Regions from separate parts of the Sus scrofa genome. Here region 1 is linked to region 2. Evidence: chromatin contacts called from public Hi-C data. All regions are on one chromosome and are shown on one strand. The core of a region is the stretch at or near the end of the contact, and the rest is flanking DNA. Distances in the headings are between cores, read along the strand shown.

Region 1 (3,246 bases), core at 383-2,882, 110 kb before region 2:
AGCAAAGGCAACTACCAACAAAATGAAAAAATAAGATGTGGAATATTAGAAGATATTTGGAAGTCATAATTCTGAGAAGAAAATATATGAACTCATACAACCCAGCAACAGCAACAACAATAACAAAACATTACTGTTTGTGGATGACATAATTTTGCATATAAAGAAGCCCAAAGACTCCACCAAAATTTAAAAATGGGGATCTGAATAGGCATTTTTCCAAAGAAGACATACAAGCAGCCAACAAGCACATGAAAAGATGTTCAGCATCACTAATTATTAGGGAAATGAAAGTCAAGACTACAATGAGAGATCATTTCACACCTATTAGAATGGCTATTATCAAAAAGGCAAGAAAGAACAAGTATTTGTGAGGGTGTGGAGAAAAGGGAATATGTACACCATTGATGAGAATGCAAATTGGTGCAGCCACTATCGAAAATAGTGTGGAAACTGCTCAAAAAAATTAGGAATAAGACTACCATACAATTCTGCTACAGTGAATTCACCAGAATGCATAAGATGTAGGGATTACCAGAATTTGGCCTTCTACTCCATGCCAGTTCACCTCCACAGACCTGAGAACTATTACATCTCCCTGTCATCTTGGGAGTTCTCTTGTGGAGCAGTGGCTTAAAGATCCAGCTTTGTCACTGCAGTGGCTCAGATCACTGCTATGATGGGGTTAGATCCCTGACCCAGGAGCCTCTGCATGCTGTTGGCATGGCCCAAAAAAAGAAAAAGAAAAAGAAAAAAGACACACTGACATCTTGGCTGCAAGAGTATCAAATCCTTTAAGGGTGGTATCATGAGATAGTCATAAAATCTGACTTTTAGCAGATGCTCCAAAAAAATGATTTTTTTTTTGTTTTTTGTTTTTGGAAATTAAAGGTAATAAACTGAGAAGTAATAAAATCTAACTATGCATTGTTTATTTTAAATAACAGATTATTTTTAGAATAGTATTGAATTGACAGGTAAATTGCACATAGAGTGGGAGTTCCCTTTGCGGCTCAGCAGAAATGAACCTGACTAGTACCCACGAGGATGTGGGTTCTATCCCTGGCCTCGCTCAGTGGGTTAAGGATCCAGCATTGCTGTGGACCGTGGTGTGGGTCTTGGTTGCAGCATTGCTGTGGCTGTGGTGTAGGCTGGCAGCTGCAGCACCCATTGACCCCTAGCCCAGGAGCCTCCAATGTGGCCCCTAACAAGCCAAAAAAAAAAAAAAGCAAAGCGGCTGACAGTCGGCCGAGCTTCATCTTTTCTGCCAAGCTGGGAAAGTGATAGAAACTGGGGGCAGCCCAGAATAACCTGCAGGTGACTACGTGATCAGACCCCAGTGCAGAGTAAAGGCTGATACTGAATACTTCCCACCCAACTCCCACCTCCATCACGAGGAATGGTTCCTCCTGGTTACGAGAAACAAGAGCACCTCCCGGAGTCACACAGGAATTCAATGAATTGACAACCCAAGTGGGCTTCCACTCGTGTTACATCCATTTGCTTCTGAACCCTCAACCCCAAGACCACACCTGTTACCTCTTCAGGTACAAAGGTGCTAAATCATGGTACAGGAATGAGGTGACCATCATTAAGCTCCAGACACTGGCTTTGGGGATCCATGGACTGCTGCTCCTCTGAGGAAGCAGACTCTGTATATTTTCCTTTTGCCTTCAAAGGTTATAAATGGTAGGAAGTTAATAGCCCAACTGCACTGTACAGCTCATAGCAAATAGGTTATAGGAGGCAAAAGGTTAAAGCAGCTCCCATGGAGTAAAAATATAACTGAAACCAATTAACTTGTTTGTACTTTTATCAGCGTAGTCCTAAGTAAACTGTTATATAATACAAATAAATCATTAATCCCTTGCAAAAGTTTAACTCACATTTTTAATGAATAAATTTTAAAGTTTGGATCCACTCAACATTAAATAAATTATTACAAGAGAATGTTGACCATTTGTGAGACTAGAAAACTGCACATACTAATCTTTTTTTGCTTTTTTCCATTTCCATTTCCAATCTTTTTTTGTTTTTTTCTTCTTGATCAAGGGACTTTGAAACATTTAGCTATATTATACCACACACACAAACAAATGCACAATTTAAATGAAAGATTAATTAGCAATTTTCAAATTGTTAAACTTTAATAAAGAAATATTTCAAATTGAAAGAAAATTTGCCTTTTTAACTTTTCCATTGGCATAAATATCCTGACAGGGGTATAAGCCTGAAAAGGTAATAAAAAAAACCCAAAAAAACATTCTGTCAAAGTGCTTACTGAAAATTAATTAAAAATAGTTTCTGGATATCATGTGCAATTTGCAAACAGAATGTTAGAGTGTTTATACTCTTTGACCAGTATATAATTTTTAGAAAAATCTCATTATATAAAACCCCAAATGAGAAGTATTTTGCATAATTTATTATCTTTCTCAGCATTGCGCATAAAAGAAAAATCTGTAAACTAGTTAAATTATAATACGTTTGGGAGGAACAGGGGACATCATGGCACAGTGATACAATGGAATGTTGTGAAGCCAATTATAATTTAATTTGTAAAGTCAGCAGTGAAATGGTGAGCTAGCAAGTTTTTTTCCTCTTCTGTGTCTCCCGTGGACATAGAAGAGGAAAAAAACAACAGTAATGGGGTGGAAAACCTCATAGGTAATTTGGAAGACAGCTGAACAAAAATCTAGAGCAACCAAGTGAACATCCAGTAAGGAACAATCCAGAACAGAGTGAAGGACATTTCACTGTGCTTTTACTCACCCGCAGCCTCCTCCCGCCGGGTGCAGCGCAGCCTTGATCTGTAAGGGGCAGCAGCTCAGCTCCCGGTACCTCGGTACCTCCCTAAAATCGGGGTGATCACAGAAAATCTTATTTGCAATGTTGCAACTGGTGTTTGTTCTTTTTAACCAGCCACTGTCTGAACTGGTGTTTGTTCTTAACTCTAAGCTTCAAGAGAAGGGCAGCTGAATCGAGCCATGAGCTGGAATGTTTCCATACAAAGGGACTATATATGCACACACGCCAGGGTCAAGGGTTTAAAGGTAGAGACATAGAATAGATTATGTAAAGCCCTGAGGGGCTGGGGTATGGATTAGGGGCATATTAAGGCATTCAAAAAGCAGCCATGGCTTCAGAAGTATGAAAATGCCACACACAGGCCAGGCAAGATGTAGACTCAGAAAACCACTGCGTAGCCCCTTAGCTTGCATGGTGGGTTCTCCCAAGACTAGGAGC
Region 2 (3,204 bases), core at 595-3,094:
AGGAGAGGACATAACACAGGGCTCCACGCTGAAGTGAGGAGGCCTTAGAGTGGATTGAATGGCAGCCCCCAAAAGCCGTGTGCACCCTGCAAATGGATGTTTGGGAGAAGGGTCTTTGCAGATGTCATTCAGGTAAGGATCTCGAGAAGAGATCATCCTGGATTATCCGGGTGGCCCCAAAGCAAGAATAAGGGTCCTTGTAAGAGGCTTAAGAGGAGAAAACAGAGGAGGCCTGTGAAGACGGAGGCAGGCGTTCCCGTGGTGGCTCTGCAGGGTCAGGACTCAAGATTGTCTCTGTGAGGACACGGGTTCCAGCCCTGGCCTCGCTCAGTGGGTTAAGGATCCCATCTTGCTGTGGCTGTGGTGTAGGCTGGCAGCTGCAGCTCCCATTCAACCCCTAGCCCTGGAACTCCCACATGCTGCAGGTGTGGCTGTAAAAAGAAAAAAATAGTTGGAGGCAGAGGGTGGAGTGACGCAGCCCAAACCCAGGAGCCCCTGAAACAGGCAGGAACGGGAGAGGCAGGAAGGACCCTGGAGCCTGCAGAGGGCCTGTGCCCTTCGTGCTGCACAAATAAAGATAACAGGTACTTCCAAAACCTGCGGCTTCCCCAGCAGCGGGAACGGCTCCAAGCTGCTCGATGAGACACCCATCTCCCCGTAGCTCCCTTGGGATCCCTATGAGCAAGTTCTCGTCCAAGTTCTCGTCCATGGCCACAAAGAGCCTGCAAGGAAAAGAGTCTGAGTAAACTGAAAATGTCCATCCTGAAACAACGACAAAATATTGACAAGGAATCATTTTAGATATTTGAGGTTTTCTTATAAGGTCCCCCGATCCGTTATCCACCCCCCCCTCCCCCGGGGACAGGATCAGAAGGCCACAAGGGGGAGTTCCCGTCGTGGCGCAGTGGTTAACGAATCCGACTAGGAACCATGAGGTTGCGGGTTCGGTCCCTGCCCTTGCTCAGTGGGTTAACGATCCGGCGTTGCTGCGAGCTGTGGTGTAGGTTGCAGACATGGCTCGGATCCCGCGTTGCTGTGGCTCTGGCGTAGGCCGGTGGCTACAGCTCCAATTCAACCCCTAGCCTGGGAACCTCCATATGCCGCGGGAGCGGCCCAAGAAATAGCAACAACAACAACAACCAAAAAAAAAGACAAAAGACAAAAAAAAAAAAAAAAAAAAAAAAAAAAAAAAAAAAAAAAAAGAAGGCCACAAGGAACGTGATCCTGGCTCAAAGGCTGCAAGAAGTTCAGCATCGTCACTTGTGTCACTCACGGGGGTTGGGGGGGGACTCCCATCACCTCCACTCTTCTGGGGAAGGGAGTCTCTGGTCCAGACAAATAATGACATCAGGCAACCCTAACGCTCTGGACTTTTTTTTGTGTGTGTGTGCTAAAGTATAGTTGATTTACGACGTTATGCTGATTTCTGTTGCATAGCAAAGTGGCTTAGTTATGCACATATATACATTCTTTTTAAAAATATCCCTTTCCACTAGGGTTTATCCCAGGATTCTGGATATAGTTCTGTGCTGTACAGTGGGGCCTCACGGCTTACCCATTCTCAATGGAATCGTTTGCATCTACCCCCCCCCCAACTCCTAGTCCATCCCCCTCCCTCCCCCGTCCCCCATGGCAACCACAGTCTGTCCCTGTCCGTGGGTCTGTTTCTGGTTTGTAGGTAGGTTCATTTGAGGCAACCTAATGCTCTGAACAGATAAAGTGCATTCACTCCTCCGTGGTCTTCATCGCTAATATTTACCGAAACAAAGCAAAAGACACTTCCAAGGTGGAGTCTAGCGCTGGGTTTCTCACGCATGTCGGTCAATGCCGCCCTCTAGTGTGTGTCTGTGACATTGCATGAGCCCAGGACGGCGACCATAAACATTCAACTATGAGGAAAGCCTAGCGACCAACCATTTCCAAACTCCCATCAGCCAGCTTACGTCGCAGGTGAGGAAACTGAAAAGACCTGGGGCAAAACCCACAGCCGAGGCTGGCGATGGGCTGTGTCACCGGATGCCTGGCTCCTGTCTTTGCTGCCTGGTCGGGCAACAGCGGGGCAGGGCGGACCCTGTAACAAAGGGCTCCAGACAGGCTGCCTGTCTCCCTGTTAGGCTTTAGGAAATTCCACAAACAGTAAAACACAGCACTCACCCCCTAGGAATTTGTCACTGAAAGCGGAGAAGAAAACGATGCCACTGCTCCAGTAAAAACCCATCCAAACCCACCCAAGCCAGGGTCCTTGGGAGAGAGGGTTTGCCTGTTAAACCACAAAACCAGAGAGGTAGCGGAGACCAAGGAGCATTTCTAGCTTCATCCTGGCAACTGGGATGGCTAAGGAAGGATCTTAGGCAGAGGAGAACGATTACCTGGTATCAAATTTAGGAAGTCCATTCTGGCTAACATGTGAAGGATGCCAGGCCCGGAGTTGAAAAGACACGTGACGCTTGGCTTGGACAATGTGGGGCAGGCATTGCAAGGACGTCAGCCTCCTCGTTTTCTAGCTTAAAGAACCAAGGTGTTGACAGTACTATCGAGCTGCATGGAGGAGCCAGAAGGAGGCGCGAGAAGGTTTGTCAGGTCATAGAAATAATCCCTTCTGCTTGGGACATGCCGAGTGTAAAGGCCCTATAGGACATGCAGGTGGAATATCTAGTGGGTTCATTAAACCCGCTGGTCTGGACCTCAGTGGCAAAGTGTAGACTGAGTTGCAGGTTTTGCACTGAGATCATAGCTGAGCCCTGGGGACGGGGGAGGGGGGCGGCTGCCGAGGGGATGGGGCGGAATGAGAAGGCAAGAGGGTGGGCTCCCTCGGGCTACCCCACCGGTCCCCAGGGCTCAGCTGCCATCTCAGTGCGAAAGCTACAACTCAGCCTGTGCTTTGCCACTCGCAGCGACTTGGACGGACCTAGAGAGATGATCATCCTGAGTGAAGCAGTCAGACAGAAAAGACGAATGTCCTGTGGGATCACTTATATGGAGAATCTAGGTTTCTTTTTGTCTTTCTTAGGGCTGCACTGGAGGCACCTGGAGGTCCCCAGGCTGAGGGGCTGATCACAGCTGCAGCGGCCGGCTTACACCACAGCCATGGCAACACGGATCTGAGCCGCCTCTGCAATCTACACCACAGCTCACGACAACGCGGGATCCTTAGCCCACTGAGCGTGGCCAGGAATCGAACCTGCATCCTCATGGATACGAGTC

Evidence for each region. Hi-C and Micro-C count contacts between places; a contact is called where the count stands out from the background.
Region 1: a contact with region 2 is called in a Hi-C map of liver, with 4 times the contacts expected there. The contact joins the promoter of AKR1C1 here to the enhancer-like site in region 2. A contact is called at or near these places in 22 of 47 Hi-C or Micro-C datasets (alveolar macrophages, embryonic fibroblasts, epiblast stem cells and 11 more) and 2 of 2 datasets of contacts at active chromatin or transcription factors (alveolar macrophages and skeletal muscle).

The regions. Positions count from the first base shown.
Region 1 is chr10:65,648,759-65,652,004 of Sscrofa11.1, reverse strand. AKR1C1 (aldo-keto reductase family 1, member C1 (dihydrodiol dehydrogenase 1; 20-alpha (3-alpha)-hydroxysteroid dehydrogenase)) reads right to left here and starts at 1,632. Exons shown (of 10, transcript NM_001044618.1): 1 at 1,540-1,632.
Region 2 is chr10:65,538,126-65,541,329 of Sscrofa11.1, reverse strand. No RefSeq gene overlaps it. Among named protein-coding and RNA genes, the nearest start is that of AKR1CL1, 20 kb to the left of the region's middle. Within about 2 kb of position 1,844, at least 27 of the 83 cell types and tissues checked have an H3K27ac peak or open chromatin away from gene starts, as enhancers often do. A contact at or near this core is called in alveolar macrophages, epiblast stem cells, fetal liver and 4 more, where this site is marked.